2 separate regions of the Macaca mulatta genome follow, and region 1 is linked to region 2. The links are chromatin contacts, called in public Hi-C maps. All regions are on one chromosome and are shown on one strand. The core of a region is the stretch at or near the end of the contact, and the rest is flanking DNA. Distances in the headings are between cores, read along the strand shown.

Region 1 (5,121 bases), core at 2,227-4,726, 130 kb after region 2:
CCGACAGAGCTAGGCTTGAATGCTAAAGTCGTGTGACTCTGGCAAGCACTGAAGCTCTCTGAGTCTGATTTCACCTCCGGGGCTGTGCCCTCATTGCTAGAGGGGTTTCATGAGAAGGAAAGTGGATGACATTTGTAGAACACACACAGTAACAGTTCTTATTTTTATTTTTATTTTTTTCTTTGAGACGGAGTCTCACCCCGTCGCCCAGGCTGGAGTGCAGTGGCGTGATCTTGGCTTATTCACACCATTCTCCTGCCTCAGCCTCCCAAGTAGCTGGGACTACAGGTGCCCGCCACCACGTCCAGCTAATTTCTTTGTATTTTTAGTAGAGACGGGGTTTCACCGTATTAGCCAGGATGGTCTCAATCTCCTGACCTTGTGATCCGCCCACCTCGGCCTGCCAAAGTGCTGAGATTACAGGTGTGAACCACCATGCCTGGACAACGGTTCTTATTCTTAACAGGTTTTTGCATCTTACAGCTTCTAAGGAACGGCCCAGTTTATTAATAACCATCACTTGCCTAGGATTTTATAGTCAGCAAATCATTCTTAGGTACCTCATCCCAGCTGCGCCTCACAGTAGCTCAGTGAAGTAGGCACTGTCACCACCCTGTTTAGCAGTGAGCAAACTGATGCTTGGTAACTTAACCCAGGTTCCTCAACTGCAAATAAGGTCATCTGGACTCTAGAACCTGTAGTCTTGCCAGTATTCCAAGCTCTCTGGACCCTCCGTCTTCTGCTTGGGACCAGAAGAGTTTCAGCTTTCAGTTTGTTTCGGATTTTAGAATATTTGCATGATACTTCCTGGTCGTGTGCCCCTAATCCAAACTCCAGAATCCTCCAGTGAGCGTTTCCTTTAGCATCATGTTGGGGCTCAAGAAGTCTTGGATTTTGGCGTGTTTCAGATCTCTGATTTTCAGATTAGGGATGCTCAATCTATATAAAATGCTGGGAGAAGGAAAAAAAAAATTCAGTGAAGAAAAAAAGTAATGAGTAGCGGCTGAACTGTCTGCGGAATCTCCAGTGCCACGTTAGGTCTGGCAGAGACACAGAGGAGAAGAGAATTAATATTCATTGAGCACCTTTTCTGGTGCCTAGGACTGTGCTGGGCACTTGTGTCATTACTGTCTCATTTGTCCAGCCCAGAGCAGGCAGATGCCATCTCCCTAATTTGTAGCCAACACCACAGGGATGATGACAGGCCTGATGATAAGTCCTGCCTTTGAGCCCAGCTCGCCTCTCTCCACTGTCTCTTTGTTTTCTACCAAACAGCCTCCCCTTAAGCCAAAGTCAGCAGCAGGTAGCTCTCAGTGTTCCCCTTTGAGGCTTGGCATCCAAGGCGGGCACAGAATCTTGAAAGTCATGATTCAGGCCGGGCACGGTGGCTCAAGCCTGTAATCCCAGCACTTTGGGAGGCCGAGACGGGCGGATCACGAGGTCAGGAGATCGAGACCATCCTGGCTAACACGGTGAAACCCCATCTCTACTAAAAAAATACAAAAAACTAGCCGGGCGCGGTGGCGGCGCCTGTAGTCCCAGCTACTCGGGAGGCTGAGGCAGGAGAATGGCGTAAACCCGGGAGGCGGAGCTTGCAGTGAGCTGAGATCCGGCCACCGCACTCCAGCCTAGGGACAGAGCGAGACTCCGTCTCAAAAAAAAAAAAAAAAAAAAAGAAAGTCATGATTCAGGGAAGGATCACTCCCCTTGGAAGAGTTCAAGTATTGGAGACAGCAACAGTGGACTCTGTGTTTTCTCACCGGTGTGGGGATCTGTGCAGATTGGGGGGTGGGCCGCCACATCCATTGGCACCGAGGACTCGGGAGACAGACGCTGTGAGAGACACTGAGTAGCAGCTGCCTCAGGCTCTGAGCTAATGCAGGAGGTGACTAGCCTGGTGCTAGCTTTGGCCGAACCTCCTGGATTGATGGCATGCCGAATAGGCAGGATGCCTGGGAGAACCAGCTCTCCTAGCCTTGGAAGTCAGAGAGGCCTGCCCTGGTTTGAATTACAGCTTGGCCACTTCCTGGCTGTGCGACCTTAGGCAGGATCCTCACCTTCTCTGAGCCTTAGTTTCATCATCTGTAAAATGGGTTTAACAATAGAGGTTGTGTATGTATAGCGCCTGGCACGGTCCCTGGCGTGTCCCCCGAACTTATTCTGCCAAGCGGCAGCACTAAGAGACCAATTTGAGAGTCACAGAAGGTTTATGCTTTCTGGGCCCCTAAGGACCATTTACTCTACGTGCATTTATGCAAGCATTTCCAGTGGACCCTGCTACAGACTAGGTGGGAACCGGGGAGACTCAGCATATAGAACCCCCTGAGGGCCTCGAAGAGGACAGCCTGCCAAGCTCCCATGTCAGGAGCCATCAGCCTCCAGTGTGGCTTTGCTGGGTCACGTAGCCACAAACGTTCAGGACAGAAGTGCAGCCGTTGGCCCGGGGTAGCAGGGGCGGGGGAGGCTCTAGCCATTCAGCCTTTCTGGAAGGAGCTTTGTAGCCTGGCACCTGTGGCTGGAGTTCAGATGTTACCCGAGGATTTGGGCTTTCTTTTTAAAAACAAGAAAAAGGAAAGAGCAGAAGAAAACCATGCCAGCGCCTCCTGGACGAAGGGAGAGGCAGACTGCCGTCGGCCTGCGTGTGAAGCGCTTTATAAGCTCTGTATTTATTATTTCTTGCTCACCATTAAAATCAAATGTACTCAGTGCTTTTGTATTCAATACACATTTAACCCTGCCGACTTAGATTTCTCAGGTTTTAAATCCAGTGGGGAATTGGCTGGCTTCCCAAGTTTCCCCTCCAGTCCCCCTTGAACAGAGCTGGAAATCTCTGTTTAGCATTTTCTCCCCTGGCGCGGCAGGGATCCTCACACTGGTGGGGCCAGTCACTGTTGTGTGTGCCTGTGGGTTTCTTCCTTCATCCCCCATACCCACCCTTCCTAAGCACCCCAGAAAGATGGGTGTGATGGCTGAAATATGACAAGACTTGTCTGCATAGTCTGTGATTCAGGCTTCATTAATAAACCATTTTGTCTGTATGTGTCTGTGCCTGGTTGTGGCCCGCCGCCATGCACGTGCGAGGGTGCGTGTGCGTGAGTGTGTGATTCATACATGTGCCTTCACCTCTTGCGCGTGCCTCTGTGAGTGTGCATTTCTGAGATAGTGTTTACGTGGAAGTCTGGAGGCCTCAGTATATCTCGGGATGGTCATGTCTGTGAGTGTAATTTTGTGTCTGGCTTGTCCACACCAGTCAGGTGTGTGTAACTCTGGGTAGGTCAGCAGCTGTGCTGGTGACCAACCGCCTCTGGGTCTGGTGTCTTTCTCTCCCTCCCCAGCATCCGCGGCTCCGGCTCTGTGCTCCCCACCCCCGCCCCTCCCCCACTGCTCTGTCTGTTTTATCATCCCTAATGAAGCAGTCTCCTCCACCGATCCCGCTGATTGCCAACCCATTCCTTTTGTTTGTTGGCGCTGAGCCATTCAGCGGCACTCTGACAGCTCAGCTCGTCTAATTAGCTCTGTTGTTCTTTTTCCCCATGTTTCACCACGTTGCAAGTTCAGTTGAAGTTGCCACAAACTTAATCCCCCCATTTCAGCCACAAGTTCACATTCTTAACCCGCCTTTATTGTAGCAAGGAGCAGCCCTGTGCAAGGACGAGCTGACAGGCCTTAAAGTCTGATCTTTCCTGAAAGCTCTGCCCCAGGGCCCCCCGGGGCAGGGGCAGAACTGCTCCTTCACCCTCCCCACACTCCCGCCTTTTGTGGGGAGAAGTTGGGGGTGGGGATCATTCCAGCCAGGTGACCCTGTTGACCAGCTGCCAGAGCTGGGGAAACCAGTTCAGAGTTAGAAGAGGTGCGGGGATATCCACTTGTTTATTCAGCACATGTTGCCTGAATGTGAGCTGTGTGGCAGGCACAGTTCTAATCACGATGATACTAGCAACGTCATTATGCACTTCTCACATTCCGAGCAGCAATGTTCACTTGTTCCTAAAAATCTTGCTGAGCGACCATGACACCCAAGGCAGTCCACAGAATGCGAGGCAGGGATAAGAGAATCCTAAAACTCATCTTCTAACTCAGAGACACCCACTCTTCGTCTTCCTTTTGTTGTTGACAAGAAGGGACATCCAGGTCACAGAGGAGCAGGATGAACATTTATTGAGCCCCCACTGTGTACCAGACCCCATGCGGGGACTTGCCCTGTATCCGGTCTTCACAATCACCCCATAGACGAAGACAGCCAGTTTGGTGGAATGCATTTGGTGTTTACCACATCCCTGATCTGCCAAACCAGTCTGAGATCAGACTGGCCACTCCACAGGAAAAACTTTGGTTAGATCACACGTGCACAGACCTGAGGGCTTGATGAGACTCCATAAAAACTTGTCTTTTATGCAGCCAGCTTCTGTCATCTGTGTTCCTAAGCCATTGTGCCGTGTCACCCACAAGCTTCTGGGGGGCGGGAGGTGTGATGTTCAGGAGAAGGGGCGGGCAGGAAATGGAGTGTGTGCCTGCTGTCCTTCCCTGTCTTGTCCTGGAAACTCAGCAGCTGTGGCATCCCATCCGTGGAGAAAGCAAGCCCCCTGCCCCGGCAGGCTTGGTGGTTTTTATCGGCAATGAAATTCAGAGATAGACTTTCTCAGCTTAGCTCTCAACCCATCCCTCTCAGCCACTGGGACTGTACGGAGATGACCGTGCCAAATTAAAGCCGTGGAATGTCAATTGGACCAAATGAGTATACTTCTAAGGGCACCTACAAATTCTCAGCCTAACATCCATCACGGGCTCTGGCAGGGGATGAGGGTGCCTTTCTCTGTGGGCCCTCATCTTGGTTTTCAGACGCAGTAGGTACGAAAAACCCATCCCGCTGTTGCAGCAGCAGCTGTGGAGTTAGGAAGCTGGGTCCTTCCTGATGTACCCGCTGGAGGCCCTCCCACTAGGTCTGCTCAGTGCATGTAGCTACGCAAGATGGGCAGCATCCAGGCTGAACTCTGCTGGGAGGACCGGCACGGGGATGCCCTGGGAAACAGAAAGACGATTTGTAGTGGCACTCTCTCATGCCTCTCTTATTTAGAGAGGAAAATAAGCACCCTGTGATTCTGTTGTAAAAAGAGCAAACTA
Region 2 (5,281 bases), core at 457-2,956:
CAGGCTGAGAACCAGCACTGCCAAATCCCAGAGAGTAAGGCTATTTGGTGACCACCCGCCCACACCCCCCTGCATCCCTTCCCCAGGCCAATGAATAGCATAATGAAGTGAAAGACCCCTTGACTTGAAGTTAGACTTGATGCTAACCTGGACTCTGCCTTTTCTAAGCTGTGTGACTCTACACAAGTTACTATACCTTTCCGAACCCTATTACCTCAACTATACAATAGGTAAGAGAATCTCGAATTAAACGATACCTTCATAGAGCTTCCTTGACATGTGTCTGGCTGGTTTCTATTTTATAATGAAATAAGAACGAGGTATTTAAAACTTTATGGGCTTAGCCTGGAGCTAACAGGAATGTCAGAAATTCACATATGTTGACTGACTACCCCCCAAACTTCAGTGAATTTGCTGACGCTTTATTAGCTACCAATTATTATCTAGTAGATGTCTAATTTCTTAATATATTCTCTTTCTGGAGGCATATATGTAGAGGAAAGCTTGCAAAGTGTTTGATGGAGTATTTGAGTGTTGAAGAGGCGCCATGTGTGCACTGTAGTTTGGTACAGGCTAAAGAAGTTTGAGATTCCAGGAGAGCTACTTCTTCAGAGCTATGAAACCGGGAAGCCCTCCCTCCTCCCTAAACCACAGGTTTTTCATTTGTTAAGTGGGGATAAAAATGCCACCTTCATAAAATTGTTTTCAGAATTAAATGCAATGGCAGATGGGAAGTACTCATCCTCTGTGCATCTTTCCTGCCCTCCACAGCAAACTTTTTATCCAGCGAATGCCCAATTCACCAGCAGTCACATTCCATGGAGGCGTGGCAGGATTTTTGGAAACTCTTTAACTGGAGATTATTTATGTTTGGCTTGCTGGTCCCTGTTAGTGATGTGACCTGGCAGGTCTCCACTCAACCCTATTTCCATCAGTCACAGCTCACTGGCATTATTCATAAGCCAGTTGCTTGGGACTTTTCTTTGCTCATATTCCTACTGCGAGGCATGTTCACTCTCCTCTTCACAATAAAATGGTCTGGAGGTTTTAAGGTTGTCTTGAGCAAGTCAGCTGCCAGCTTAAAAGGTCATTATCTATTCTCTGAAGGGAAACTTTTATCCCAGGTTGATTAGTTTTATGCTGGCTTGATAAGTGTTTATGCAAAAGAAGTAGGGGAGGGAAAAACCTGGTACTTACTGAACTCCTACTTCTTGCCCTTTATGTATATTTTCTTGGTTAAATGTACACAGTATTATCCCCAGCTTGCTAAATAAGAAACTTAAAGCAGAGAGAATTGAAATTACTTAATGCAACAACTTTGCTCAAACATTTACCAAGACCCTGCTAAACCAGGGACAATTCTAGATGCTTGGAGTTGCAGCAGTGAACAAAATAACGTCCTAGTCCTCAAATCTCTTCTACTTTAGGAAGACACAGATGGTAAACAAAGATGAAAATCAACATATAATATGTCTGATGGTAATAAGTGTTATGCAGAAAAAGAAAGCTAAGGAAGAAGATAGAGAAAGCTCCTGGGTGAGATAGGTGCCAAGAAGAAAGAGTCGGATTGGAGCCAGGTCTGTCTGCCTCTAGAACTCACAGTGTTTCCACTGGTCCCATGCTGCTTCTGATCCTCTTTGGTGATGGTTTCCAGCATCTAGGGAGGAAACATGAACTCCTCTAGCATCTTGCTTCTTAGTCGAAAGCTGGTCATTCAATGTGTCAGGGTGGTGACTTTGCATTCCTGGGGTACAGAAAACATTTTTGCCGTACTCCCTGCTGTCAGCAGCATGTAGCTGTTTCTTTCGTCTCTCTGGTTTCCCAGACACATTTAATCTTGATGCAGAAAGCATCTTGCCAGCTTGGACTCGAGCCCTAGTGCTGAGGAGACCAGTCTGTCCTAAAGGAGGGTCTCTGTGACTGCTGGGCTCAAAGGAACTCATCACTTCTTTTTTGTCTTCTTCCAAAAAGTGATGCCCCATGCAGTAGCTTATGTCATCTTAATACCTGCTTCCTGATCTTTAGGACTCAGCAAGACAGTCTAATTCTATTTTTTAAAATGCTGGCACCTTCTCTGTACCAGGCCCAGTGGCAGGCACTGAAGAAAAGAGATGAAACCTACTTACGGGAGTCAGCCAGACCTGGGTTCCAAGTACCACTTTTCTATTTATGTAATTTTGCACATGTTACTTAACTCCTTAGCTTCAGTTTTGTCATCTGTAAAATGGGGAGAATAAATGTAATCTGCCTCATAGGATTGGTGTGAAGATTAAGTTAGATAATACAGCATGGTACCTGGCTCTTGATAAGAACTTAATATTAGTTTTTAAAATATACCACAGTAACCATTTAATTTATAGCTGAGTTTACATTTTGTCCTATGAGGAAACAGTTGGGTAGATACAAGATTTTCTTTCTCAAAGTGTATGTATTTTAGTGGAAAATGCTGTAGTAATCCTCATCATGCTGACAGTGTTTACAAAGAAGTGTTGGCATTCAATCTTTATAGTATTTCCCACTAGGTAGGTACCGTTATACCTTTAAAAATCTATTTGTTATAAAATAAAACGTAAAACTGCCTTAATCAAGTGGATGATGTAATGAATTTTCATAAGACCAACGCTTTCCAAAACAGGAAACAGAACTTTCCTACCCACCCTAGAATCCCCTTTGATCCCAACTCTTTCCTTTTCTCTGTAAGTAACCACTATCTTGACTTTCATGGTAATCACTTCCTTGCATTAAAAAAAAAAAATAGTTTTATTACCCAAATGTTTATGCCTAGAAACTATAGGTAAGTTTTCTGTTTTAAAAAGATATGACTTTTAATTCTCTTTCAACTTATAGGTTCCTCCTACACCCCTTTTGTTTACTTACAATTTATTTGTGTATGAACTCAAGCCTGTGGAGATGTCCCACTGTGTGAGTTTTGCTGATGGCATAATCTTGGTGCAGTTCACCATGTTCCTCTGTCCCCTGTATTTCCTGCTAATTGACAGTTGATCCAGAGATTGGATAAATTGAGGTTCAGTCGCTTTTGCAAGACTGTAGGAGGCATACCAAGTCTTGTTGTGTCTGTTTTAGCGATCCTAGTAGCCAATGTGTTTAATATCTACATCTATTTATTCACTGGGAGTTGAAAAATGGTGATATTCTAAGTTTATAATTTGGTTTTCATTTATTGGTTGGAATATTTTTATAAAGAGACAGTTTCCCTCATTTAATATTTAGTTATTCAGTGTTAGCATTCATACAAGCCAAAGCAAAATAAATGTTTGACTCTTTCTCTTTATTTACCACTTTTTTTTTTTTTTTCTTTTTTTTTTCTTTTTTTTTTTTTTTTGAGACGGAGTCTCGCTCTGTAGCCCAGGCTGGAGTGCAGTGGCCGGATCTCAGCTCACTGCAAGCTCCGCCTCCCGGGTTCACGCCATTCTCCGGCCTCAGCCTCCCGAGTAGCTGGGACTACAGGCGCCCGCCACCTCGCCCGGCTATTTTTTTGTATTTCTTAGTAGAGACGGGGTTTCGCCGTGTTAGCCAGGATGGTCTCGATCTCCTGACCTCGTGATCCGCCCATCTCGGCCTCCCAAAGTGCTGGGATTACAGGCTTGAGCCACCGTGCCCGGCCATTTACCACTTTTTAATATAATGAATTATTGGTTCCCTATCATCCTCCAAAGGGGACAATTGATACATACATGAATATGTATGAATTCATATATATATATATATACACACACACACACACACACACATATATATATAAGTTGTCACCTTTGGATTCATATATATGTGTGTGTGTGTATATATGTGTGTGTGTGTGTGTATATATATATAAATACATACACACACACACACATATATATAATTGCCTGGTGGATTTAAATATATTTGAATTTTGGTTCATTGCAATTATTATCATTTTTATTTATTTTTTATTTTTAATTATTAAAATAATTATCGTATTAAACTCAAACCCTCCCATCTTTGTTCAGTAAGACATACTTCAGGTTGACACCTGAGTACTTTTTTCTACATGAACCTAGTAGTCTTTGATAGCTCTCTTGCTATCTGATATTACAAGAGGTTCCAGGCTCATCTTGTACATCCTACCCCCAAACCTGGAATCAGACTTTTCTTCAGGAAGCACTGGTTTCTTTTACTGAGAAAGTGTATCTCAAGACCAAAACCTGGCTTAGGATACTCATTGCTACTGAGTTGGCCATTGTTTCTAGGCCTTTTCATTGAAGAGAGCTAGGAAACATATGCTTATGTACGTAAATCTCTTGTCGCTTATATTGATACTTCCAATTGAAATTCAAGACTACAGAGCTTTTACTTAACCTCTTCTTTATTATATTTGTATTTCCTCTCTCCCATATGAAAATTCTGGTTCTCAAGGGCAGAAGGAATGATAGAATACTCCAGAATTACTAATTTAGTTTCATATTCTCCAAAAATAATACAAATACTCAAATACCATGAGCATAATTACAGAAAACCTTTTAACTATTTTTTGGTATGTTCTTTCCTCCCATTTTTGACTGGTTCCGCTGTATTTACATTGCTAGAGCATGCAGCCATTACGCAAGACACTCTCTCCCTATCAGTCTTGGAGGGACTCTTGTCTGTTACCACCAGTCCTAATGGGGATGCCTCTGCAGTCATTTTTTATTGCCTGACACTTGCTCCCTGGTAAATTCCCTAGGAAAGTTCCTGGGAACAATATTCTGTCCGTTGTTAAAAGTTGATAATCACTTTTCTATGTCCTTTAAACATATAAGTCAGTTTTGCTGGATGTAAGATCCTTGGCTCATACATTCTATTTTGAGTATCTTGAATGTGTTACTTCATTTTCTTCTGGCAAAGTGTTGCTGTCAAAATCTAATGATAATCTCAATTTTCTTTTGTTAATAAGTCACTTTTTTTTTTTTTTTTTTACCACATGCCCAAGAGTCTTTTTGTTTGTTTTTTTTTTTAAGTTCAGTAATTTTATTAGATTGACTTTGGTAGTCATTCTAGTTCTGTAGACCAGGAGTAGTCTGTGGTCTTTCAACATATTTGAAATATACAATTTCATACATCTTTTTTTTTCAATTTCAGGAAAATTTTCTCAAATTAACATTGGTTCTGATTATTGCTTTGTTTTTCTTCTTCAGGTACTCCAATTAGCCGTATATTCAAACTTCTTTGCCTATTTTCAATATTTTTCACCATCTTTAAAATCTCTTGTATCTCTTTATTTCTTTGTAAATATATTATTGAAATGTTATTCCTTTGGCTG

Evidence for each region. A called contact is a pair of places that touch in the nucleus more often than the background predicts.
Region 1: a Hi-C map of fetal cortical plate shows a contact between it and region 2, with 2.8 times the contacts expected there. The contact joins two enhancer-like sites. A contact is called at or near these places in 3 of 14 Hi-C or Micro-C datasets (cortical neurons, fetal cortex germinal zone and fetal cortical plate).

Annotation. Positions count from the first base shown.
Region 1 is chr15:24,377,970-24,383,090 of T2T-MMU8v2.0, forward strand. The region is part of intron 18 of DENND1A (DENN domain containing 1A); the gene reads left to right. Among named protein-coding and RNA genes, the nearest start is that of MIR601, 4.2 kb to the right of the region's middle. Within about 2 kb of position 3,477, at least 5 of the 40 cell types and tissues checked have an H3K27ac peak or open chromatin away from gene starts, as enhancers often do. A contact at or near this core is called in fetal cortical plate, where this site is marked.
Region 2 is chr15:24,246,870-24,252,150 of T2T-MMU8v2.0, forward strand. All of the region lies in intron 12 of DENND1A (DENN domain containing 1A), which reads left to right. Among named protein-coding and RNA genes, the nearest start is that of MIR601, 140 kb to the right of the region's middle. Within about 2 kb of position 1,707, at least 2 of the 40 cell types and tissues checked have an H3K27ac peak or open chromatin away from gene starts, as enhancers often do. A contact at or near this core is called in fetal cortical plate, where this site is marked.